2 separate regions of the Mus musculus genome follow, and region 2 is linked to region 1. The links are chromatin contacts, called in public Hi-C maps. All regions are on one chromosome and are shown on one strand. The core of a region is the stretch at or near the end of the contact, and the rest is flanking DNA. Distances in the headings are between cores, read along the strand shown.

Evidence for each region. A called contact is a pair of places that touch in the nucleus more often than the background predicts.
Region 2: a contact with region 1 is called in a Hi-C map of muscle stem cells, with 2.9 times the contacts expected there. The contact joins two enhancer-like sites. A contact is called at or near these places in 1 of 39 promoter capture datasets (pre-B cells), 1 of 484 Hi-C or Micro-C datasets (muscle stem cells), 3 of 115 datasets of contacts at active chromatin or transcription factors (acute myeloid leukemia, large pre-B cells and pancreatic cancer cells) and 2 of 9 other capture datasets (adipose tissue and liver).

The regions. Positions count from the first base shown.
Region 1 is chr7:110,115,490-110,121,126 of GRCm38.p6, reverse strand. No RefSeq gene overlaps it. Among named protein-coding and RNA genes, the nearest start is that of Wee1, 3.8 kb to the left of the region's middle. Within about 2 kb of position 4,091, at least 70 of the 459 cell types and tissues checked have an H3K27ac peak or open chromatin away from gene starts, as enhancers often do. A contact at or near this core is called in muscle stem cells, where this site is marked.
Region 2 is chr7:110,794,235-110,799,326 of GRCm38.p6, reverse strand. Ampd3 (adenosine monophosphate deaminase 3) reads right to left here. Exons shown (of 15, transcript NM_001276301.1): 6 at 3,519-3,648. Among named protein-coding and RNA genes, the nearest start is that of Gm39069, 16 kb to the right of the region's middle. Within about 2 kb of position 1,441, at least 141 of the 459 cell types and tissues checked have an H3K27ac peak or open chromatin away from gene starts, as enhancers often do. A contact at or near this core is called in muscle stem cells, where this site is marked.

The sequences.
Region 1 (5,637 bases), core at 2,842-5,341:
TTGTTACGGTTTTGTTTTTTTTTTTTTTAGCATTCTCTGCTGGAGTGGGAATTACTGAGGCCAGACTGTCATACAGAAAAGTAGGTTTCTTTTTCACTAGGAAATTAGAACCCACTTTTGGGGAACTGAGGCCATCAGTAGAAAGCTTGATGTTTTTTAATGTAGATTCACATTATCTGGATAATAGCCTATTATACTCTTCTGTTGTCATTTACTGTAGTTAGGAGTACTAATGTGTGTGTGAGCTTTTTTTAACACTTCAAAGGCTGAAAAGTCAAACTGATTTTTGTTTTTGAGACCTGCCTTTGCCGTGTAGCCCGATTATTTGAACCACCTCCAGAGTGCTGGGATTATAGACCTGTGCACCTGCCAGGCCAGGCTGATGGACTGATCTTTGGTTTGGTTTGGTTTGGTTTTGTCTTGTTTTGTTTTCAAGATAAGAAAACTGTGTAGCCCTAGCTGACCACTAACTCACAGGGATCCATTTGACTTGGGAGTTCTGACATTGCTGTTAGATGGGTTGATCAGGGTGACCTGAAAGTAAGATTGAGCTCAACAGAAGCAAATTGCCCTTTACTTAGAACAACGCAGGCCAGTGAGTTTGGCAGTTTCAAAGAGAACTTCTAGAGTGGAAGTTTCCATATGCAGATCTGTTCCACTTAATAGTATCTCAAAAGCATAAATACAAAGGAGGTTGTTATAGTGATCTTCTTGTGGGCAACTTTTATCAGCTTGTCAATGTCAACTCTTCTGAGATTCTCAGTTCATCTGAGGTTTTGGTTTTTTTTTTTTTTTTAAGCCCTCCAATTACAAGTATGAGTCACAGGTCCAGCTTCCAAGCTAAAATTTAAAATTATTATTATTGCCAGGCTGGGCGGCACTTAATCCCAGCACTCAGGAGTAGAGGCAAGCAGAAACTACCATCCAGCTGAAACTACCAAGTAAGACCCTATTTCAAGAATAAATGATGATTATTAGTGTTTGTGTACATGCTACTATGTAAGTGTGCTGTAGTATGTCTGTGAAGGACATTAACCTTTACTTGAATTGTAGTAGTCAAACTCAGGCTTGCAAAGGCCTTCACTCTGAGCCATCTGTCAGCTCTGCCAAGCTGAATTTTTAATAAAAGCCCATTTTAGTACCTAAGAACATGGCATGAAGGATCCTGAGATCCTACTTGGTGCTTCGAAGTAACCACAGCTGTCTAAATGTGTCTTTTCGTACGCTAACCCAAACTGTAATTATGTTGAGCTGGTTGTTCTCGCTGTGATTGTAGGTCTCTATCAGTGGAGATTCAGGATTCCAAGGTGCATCACACCTGGCTCACACACTTACTTGCCTTTAATTCTGTGTAGGATAAGAACTTTACACCTGATGGCGGTGAGAGCCCTGGAGGGGATATCTGTCACCTCCTCTTCACACCTCCCCTTCTCCACACTTTTTTATGGACAGTTGACATTTTCTTAATTTTACAGGACATATAAATAAAAGTAAGTTTAGAAAACTGCCTTTAATTTATCTGTAATATGATCTATATCTTAAATTGTGCTTTTTAGGTGAAGGGGAACATTAAAACCCCTTACATACCTGTCCCAAATTCAATAGATGTTTCTGAGCCTCTCCTATGTAAGAATTCTGTTTACAGCCAGCAAGATGGCTCAGTTGGTAAAAAGCACAAAAGCACCTGCCACCAAGCCTGATAACCCGAGTTTAATCCCCAGGACCCACATGCTGAGAGGAGAGAACCAACTCCTACAAGTTGTCCTTTGACTTCCACACATGCACACAGTGTAATATTCTCTCTCTCTCTCTCTCTCTCTCTCTCTCTCTCTCTCTCTTTCATACACACACACACACACACACACACACCGGTAATAACCAGCTTTGAATACATGTAATAATCAAAGCTCTGCGGCTGTGCAAGCTCACACCCAGGCCCAAGGCTCTGCTTTAGTGCCTTCTCCAGCTTGCATCCATCTGCAAGGCATTTGCTCCCATCCCTGCCACCCTCAGGGACTAAACAGTCTCCTTTATTGTTGCACTGTTCTCTTGTGGCTTTGGTGCTCATTATCTTTTAACTGATAAAGAGCCCTTAATTATGATATTTGATGGTTTGTTTTCTTGTTCCAAGTCAATTTGCCTATTTAAGATTTTAAACAAGGTTACTACTGTGTTCAATGAAAGCTTATAAACAGATAGAGTTTTTTCCTCCATGGTCTTTTCCCCTTTCTCTAAAATAATAAAGTTTTCAATGATTCAGAAGTCTCCCAGGTCTCCCTTTCATTCCCAACCCAATTTCCTGGAGCTAAACACTGTTAATAAGTGTTTGTTTTGATTTTATCTCATACTTTGCCACCTGCCTACCTCCCTAGACTGGGAGCTCCTCCAAGTAAGGCTGGGTGGCCCAAAGGACATTGGTTCCAGATAGGAAGAACTCTTAATCTGTAGACCTAGGATTTGGACTCTTGCCACGCAAGTAGTCAGGAAGAATGGGAGAGGTCAGTTCCCAAACCTTGTATGGTATGGTAGTATGAAAGTTAAAAATACCTGCTGGCCTGGCAGTAGATAGCTCCACAAGAAAAGGTGCTTGCAGCCAGGCCTGGTGGTCTGAATTCCCTCCCCAGAGCCCACATGATGGAAGGAAAGAACCAACTCCCAAAACATGTCCTCTGACCGCCACATTTGCTCACACACAAAGGTAGAGAAGAAAAAAGTAAAAGCAAGACTCAAGATGGGCTGTGGTGGCACACGCCTTTAGCCCCAGCACAATGGAGGCAGAGGCAGGAGACTCTGAATTGCACAGAGAAATCCTATCACCAAAATACAAAACAAAGCAAAAAAACAAAACAAAACAAAACAAACCTCAGTGGCTCATACCTATTCGTAATTCTAGCACCTTGGAAACTGAGGTGGAAGGAGAAGATCCGTGAAAATGCAATGGCATCCTGGGCCAAAAGAGAGACCCTGTGCAAAAAAGCCAAATAGACTAGGGATGTGGCTCAGTTGGTAGAGTTCTTGCTTAACATGTGTGAAGCTTTGGGTTCAATCCCTGATAGCCTGAGCTGAGTGTGGCAGCACATACCTGCATTCCTGGGAAGTATGTGCCTGGGAAGTAGTGGCCGGAGAATGGGAGGCTAGCTTGGGTTATGTGAGTCTGTCTTTAGAAATAAATGTTTAAACAGGGCTCAGAGTCGGGTGGTGGTGGAGCACACTTTTAATCCCAGCACTTGGGAGGCAGAGGCAGGTGGATTTCTGAGTTCGAGGCCAGCCTGGTCTACCAAGTGAGTTCCAGGACAGCCAGAGCTACACAGAGAAACCCTGTCTCGATAAACCAAAAACCAAAAAAAGAAAAACAACAACAACAGGGCTCAGTAGGGCTGGTGAGATGGCTCAGTGAGTAAGAGCACCCACCAACTGCTCTTCCGAAGGTCTGGAGTTCACGTGGTGGCTCACAACCATCCGTAAGGAGATCTGACTCCCTCTTCTCGAGTGTCTGAAGACAGCTACAATGTACTTACATATAATAAATAAACAAATCTTAAAAAAAAAAAGCACAGGACTCAGTAATGTTAAAGTGTAATGTTAAATTGATGTACAATGTGCTCTTATATAGATTATGAAATGTTATCAGAGATACTGCTCAATGGTAGAGCACTCACCTAGCACTTGTGAGGTGACCTCCAGTACACACACACACACACACACACACGCGCGCGCGCGCCAGTCTGTTAAAACCAGTGTGTGACTTTCTTTTGCCTGATGTTCATTTGTCTGTTCTCTTCCACCCTGGCCTGGAACCAAGTTTTGTTTCTACAACTCCATTGACTTTAATCCCAGGAACTTTTTAAAGGAAAATCTAGTGATGATCTTTGTGACAGAAGTCCCCAAATGACTAAGCTACCCAGGCCCCACTCCCTCCAGCTAAGCACAGGGCATGATGTTATGGTTTAATTTCAGCAACATCTAACTGAAACAATTCTGATTTTTAAAATTGCATGCTCCTCCAAGTACAGTACAAAATGTACTAGACGGGAGGGTTCCACCCACTTGCCCCAGGCTAGAGAAGTCAAATCTCCAGTTCTCTCCCCACCCAGTTGTTCCTAACAGTAATGTTGCTTGGCAACTGCTGCAGACTCACACTCTGGGTACAGTTAGCTGAGGGACAAAACAAAACAAAACAAAACAAAAAAACAGTAGGGAAGAATTTAGCAGGAGGGAGAACAATTTGTTTATCCTCCTTAGACCAATGACTTAGCAGATAAAAGCCTTGAATGCCCCTACTGGCTCATTCACTTTCCTTGTCCCATTTTAGTTGAGACAAGAGACACCCTCTCCAGTACTTTAAATGCAGGACAGCACATGAGTCCAGGCCTGTTCTCATTAACATAAGCTCTGCCCTCCAGACTAAGTTCTTCAGAACTAAGAACTATCTTTTTTTCTCAGTGATGTAATCAGAGGAATATTTCATGAGACTAGAGGGGCTTTCCAAAAAGCAGTCTTTTCTAGTTTGTGTTTAAGCCCTGGAGAAATAGTTCACCTCTGATAGATTTCTAGAGTTTTTGTTCTGTTGTGTTTTCCTCTTTTAAAGCTTCCTTGGGGGCTGGTGAGATGGCTTAGTGGGTAAGAGCACCTGACTGCTCTTCCGAAGGTCGGAAGTTCAAATCCCAGCAACCACATGGTGGCTCACAACCATCCGTAATGAGATCTGATGCCCTCTTCTGGTATGTCTGAAGCTACAGTGTACTTACAAGTAATAAATAAATAAATAAATAAATAAATAAATAAATAAATAAATAAATCTTTAAAAAAAAAAAGGCTTCCTTGGGGCCTGAGTTCAAGCCCTGGGACTCACCTATGAAAGGAAAGAACCAAAGTTATCCTGAACTCCCAACTGGTAAGGGTGCTTACTACCAAACCTGATGACTGAGTTCAATCACTAGTACCTCCTGGAGTGAAGGAGAAAACAAATTCCAAGTTGTCCTCTGACCTCTACACATGCACCTTGGCTTGTGCACTCCCCCCCCCACACATACAATAAATCATAATAATAAAAAACTTAATGTAATTTGTTTAAAGCTTCGTTAGTCAAAATTCAGAATTGCAGAAACAGTTCTGTGTTAGAGCTAAAGAGACTGGCTCAGTAGTCAAGAACAATGGCTGCTTTTCCAAAAGGAAAAAGCATTTTTCCTAGCATCCACATGGAAGCTCACAACTGTGACTCCAGTTCCTGAAGATATGACACCCTTTCTGGCCTGCAGAGACACCAGGCATGCATGTAGTTTACAGACATACATGCAGGGAAAACAAAACAAAAACCCTGCTTATATACATAAAGTAAAATAATAATTAAAAAAAATAAAGTTGGGGCTGAAGACATGGTTCATTAGCTGCTCTTCCAGAGGTCCTGAGTTCAATTCCTGGCACCCACAAAGTGGCTCACAACTATCTGTAATGGGAACTGATTCCCTCTTCTGTCATGCAGACACACATGCAAAACAGAACACTCATATGCATAAATAAATACATATTTTAAAAAATGGGGGGCTGGTGAGATGGTTCAGTGGGTAAGAGTACCCGACTGCTCTTCCAAAGGTCCGGAGTTCAAATCCCAGCAACCACACGGTGGCTCACAACCAT
Region 2 (5,092 bases), core at 192-2,691, 680 kb before region 1:
AGGGGAGGGGAGGGGAGGGGAGGGGAGGGGAGAGAGAGAGAAGAGAAGAGGAGGGGAGGGGAGGGGAGAGAGAGAGGAGGGGAAGGGAGGGGAGGGGAGGGGAGGAGAGAGAGAGAGGAGGGGAAGGGAAGGGAGGGGAGGGGAGGAGAGAGAGAGATGAGATGAGGGGAGGGGAGGGGAGGGGAGGGAGAGAGAGAGAGAGAGAGAGAGAGAGGAGGGGAGGAGAGAGAGAGAGAGAGAGAGAGAGAGAACAAAGAGGCAAGGGGTGGGGGTGGGGCTGAAAAGGGCATCAATCCCCTGGAAATGAAATTGTGTGCAGTTGTAAACTGCTTGCCGTGAATGCTGGGAACTGAATTCCAGTTCTCTGCGAGAACACCAAGAGCTGAGCCGCCTGTGCCTTTAATTTTTCTCTTTAAACAACTCCCAATTGCGGACCATGAGCTGAAAGTCCCAGAACTAAGTAATTACCTAACGGACGTCTCTATTCGAGGAACTCACAGACAGTTCAAATTTAATATACCTCCAGAATGCACTCTCCGTCTCAGACCACAGTGCAAACCTGACCATCTCCTGGTCCTCAGTGTCTTGAGAAATGACCGATCCTGACCTCAGAAGTTCATTGTGAAAAAGTGGGCGGCCTTCCTACCCTCGTCTCAGTACCAGCTAATCACATCAGTTCTACCTCCCAAACGTGTGTCCCACCCCCACTGCCACCAAAAAACTCACTCCTGAGTCCAGAGCGACCTCTTTCCTGGCCTCGTGGCTTCTTCCCTTGTCCTCAGTCAGCCACACCATCCCCGTGCACATGCAAGCTAGAGTGGGCTGTTTGGGTTTTTTTAGAGTACAATCACTCCTCACGTTGCCTGTCCTATCTCCCTCACCCCTCCATTTTCTCTTCTTTTTTTACTGTTTCACTTACAGGCTGTCACCTGGCTAACGGGTGCCCTAGAGACACAGTGAGCATGCTGGCTCACCTCTCATGATCCCAAGAAGACAAGAGAGGTCACAATTCAGGGTGCTACCTACCAGACTCCAGCCTGCACGCTAGAACTGCAGCAGACTGGGCTCTCTGGCAAGGCTTGGGGGAGGAGACACTGACCTCAAGCCGGGGAATGCTGTCCACAGCTGGTTGGTCATCTGTTAAGACATGCCAAGCCAGACATTTGATCTATTGGACTTGTGTGTCCATTATCCCAGCCAGCCTATGGTGTTGGGGACAGTGCTCACTCATCAGGGACCTTCCTGCCATCAGTTCTTGACCCTCCTCCAGGAAAGACAGAAGAACTCAAAGCTGTGAGATGCAGAACATTACACGGAGCGGGGCTGAAGCTCCAGCGCTTCATAGCCGAGAGGCGACAAGGAGCCAGCCTGGCTTGGCCTACCTCACTCAGCATGACTCCACACATTCTTTGCCATTCTAGCTGTGTCTTCCAGCTTCACAGTCATACACACAGCCTGTCATAGCTCCCATGAGTCACAGGACATAGAATGAAACCAGCTGGGCCATCCAGGAATCCCCTACTCCAACTTGCAGAATAAGTCAAAAAAGGCCTTCATTTTAGTGTCTTCGACTGGCTAGAAGAATCTACGCGGATACTTTACTGTCACGTGAGATCAAGGTTCACAGACCAGTCACATTTCAGTGAAGCACTGTTTGATGTCTGAGACCTGAGCTAACTAACACTGGCTCTTTTCACACCCATGGCAGACATGAGTAATCGATACTCATACTCTTTCTCTAAGCTTGAATAGCTTCAGGAAGCCGACCCCACTTGATCAGGCTTGGCCTAAATGATACCTATGATGTCCCTAGTGTTACACTTTACCAAAGTGGACAATGCTCATTTCGATCCAACATCCAACTTCCAAGTAGCAAACACAGTCCTTCCTTCTTAGCGGTGGGCAGAGACTACACGCTCAAGTATAGGGTCCTGCTGGTTGGGACTCCCAATATCAAAACTCATTCCTTACTACCCATGCTGACTTTAGAGCCTGACTCTGGACATGGCAGCCACCATGGAGATAGGGATACCCCTTCCCTGTCACTGTAGATTTTAAATCTCAGTCTTGTCCTTAGAACCCAGATTTTGAGTGAGAAAACAAATCACCCAGCACCCTGCCAACTCCCCTGTCCTGGAGGACCAGGCCTAACTCAGCAGCTCTGGATTCATACTTAGGGACCAATTTAGGTGCCAAAAGCCAGACTGTTGTGGATAGAGCAGGCATCAACCTCAGACTGCCAGGAAACCCCAAGAATCATCTATTCTCTCTCACATCATGGCCAAGGAGCAGCCCAGGGACAGTCATGGGCCATCCAGGGATGACCGCAGGACCATCAGAAGCACAGCTGGCTAGGCCAGCCTGGCCCCAAGCCTCAGGAGCTATAGAGGCCCAAAGCACTCGCTCACACTTGCAGAGGGCGGGGCGGGGCTATGCCAGGCTGGGGGAGGTGTTTCCCCCATCTGCCAGGGTATGTGCTAAGTTCTCACAGAAACTGAGCCACCCAAATAAGGAACAGACAGTGGCTGTTGTGTCTAGGGAAGTGGTCTAACCACAACCTTTCACCTCTGCCCATGCATCCAATAACCCACGTGTCCTACTCTTACTTCCGAAGCCTCTTCTTGGTCCAGAGTCTGAGATTTACGACATTCTTTAAGAAGTCCATAGGCCTCCATGGTGCAGAACCTTCCCACAGCTCCCTCTACTTGGCTGTCACCCACCTTCCAACCCCACGAGCTTGCACACTCTCTCCTCCCTCCCCCCTCCTGACATCTGCACACTCTGCTCCCTCCCCAGAGGCCGCTATCACTGTTCCTTCTCCTGTACCACACGGCCTCTCCTCCTCAGTTCTGGCCCCTCTGAAAGCCACTCCCCACCCCCGTCACAGCACTTGTCTCTGAGGATTCTTATGAACAGAAAGTTGAGTCTTGGTCTCCATCCGAGCCATGCTCAGCATGATCCCAAGTCTTCCTTCCCCTGGAAGAAAGTGGAAAAGCCTCCAGGCCAGGATCCTCTAACGCACACCTGCCCTGTTGCTGCCCCTGAAGGCAGAAGGTACCAGAGCCACGCGGCCACTCCAGGGGCAGAGGAGGGGCAGAGGCTGGAGCATCTCAGTGCTTTGCTTTAATAGAGCTGACTCCAAAGGATGGAAACCTGCCAACTCCTAAGTCCAGACAGGTCCTGACAGCTTTCCCTCTGTGATGTCTCTAACACACCCACTACCCTAAAGCCGCCACTGTTAAGACCAGTTAGCAGGCTATGTTCTGATGCTGGAGAAAGACTTGCACCAACACAGACTTTCCACCGTGGATCTAGAATGGTACCACAGTATCCGAGACAACCCGAGTCAAGGACACAGTCTGCCAGTCTTCCTGCTGCACAGGCATGTTTTATCACACAGGCTACTCCAGCCAGGAGACCTGGTGCTCACCCAACTCTGGACCTAGACAGACCCAGGGCATCATTCCCTGGGCCCAGTATGGGCCAGGTGAGTGGCTTGGACACCAGCCACCACATACCTTTCTCACATTATAAAAGTCTCTGTGGGGGTTACTCTTCAATTCCTTGAACTCTGACATTTCATTTAACATCTCATGAAGGCTAAACTTGGATTCCAGAAAGTTCAGTCGCCGGTGACAATAGGTTTTCCTGCAAGTTGGTGAGAGATAGAGACCCCAGTAAGACATCAAATGACAGTTTAGCAACCTCAAGACAGGGTAGTGACCGGGGCTGGAAGGGTCAGGTTCTGACAGCATGGAGGAAGAAGAGCCGAGATGCTTCCAGCTTTCCTCAGACCTGGCTGAGCTGACCAGCACACACGTGTGAGGACACCACATGAGCAGACGGTCAAGACACACGGGAGGGAAGCACCAACTCTGGGAGCCCAGGCAGGGTTTTGTTGTCTTATGTTTGGGCAATTAGCACAGGGATAACCATCCCATGTATAACCATGGAGACGGTGCCGCCCCAGACTGAAGTACTTGTTTCAGGCTCTGGGTCTGGCTGAGCAGAGGAGCCCCTCCTCTCTCCTCAGCCCCCATAATTCTTTAACTACAAAATTCATTGCCCAGAATGTGAATAATGCAGTCAAACCATCTACTACCACCTGCCTAGCTTAGGATGCAGAGGCATCAACCCTCCACCCATGACCAACTGTCCCTAGATTCCCACGACCTAAGGGATCCTCAGCTCTGAGATTCCTGGGCAGGAAGAGGATGTTTACAGTGAGGAGCAGGTAAGGACCACTGAGACAGACAGCTCTGTGGGACTGACACCCCAGGGTCCTCACCCAGGGAAAGCACTCCTTGGGAATAAGTTTTCCTCAGCGAACTAAGATGCGACTCACTGCTATGACCAGATGTCTCCCACACCCAGCTCAGCTGCCCAGCCTCACAGAACTGACCCTGCTCCCTCGGTGCTCTCAAACAGCAGCTGCCTGCATCTCCCTAGGCCGCCATAATGAGCAGCTGCTAGGAACTAGAGAGATCACATACTGTTTTTGCAGAAGACCTGAGTTTGAGTCCAAGTATCCAAATCACAACTGCCTGGAACTCCAGGGGATCTCACAGCCTCTGACCTCCTCACATGCAGATATACACATGGATATATAAGTAAATGGCAATAATAACATTTTTAATACCAGTGTCATTGTCTGTCTATAGAGGCAAGCCCTGAGTGAGTCAGGGATCTCAGAGTGGGAACGGACTCTGAGCTAGTGAGAGATAGAGACTCCAGTAAGACATCACATCAAACATTAGGTTTAGTCACTGTGTCCAGTGACTGTCCCTTCATAGTTTCTCAGACAACAGTCAATGCTCACACCCCTGGTAAGGAGGGATTCCCAGAAACTATCCTTCCCCTCCTGGTCTTAGTTCTGGCCTCTGCTCAGTGAGGACCAAGAGCCAGAGGCCCACCCTCCCCCATCCTACTCTTCTGTCTCAGAGACGAGGCCCACACCCTTCACAGCAAAACCCAAAAGGCAGGAGTGAGCAAGGAGTACATGCCACTCTGACAGCCCCTTGCCTTCCCAGGCTCTCATTCCTACAGTTCAGGTAACTGAACCTTAACCAAGGGTTGGCTCAAGTCCCTGCCA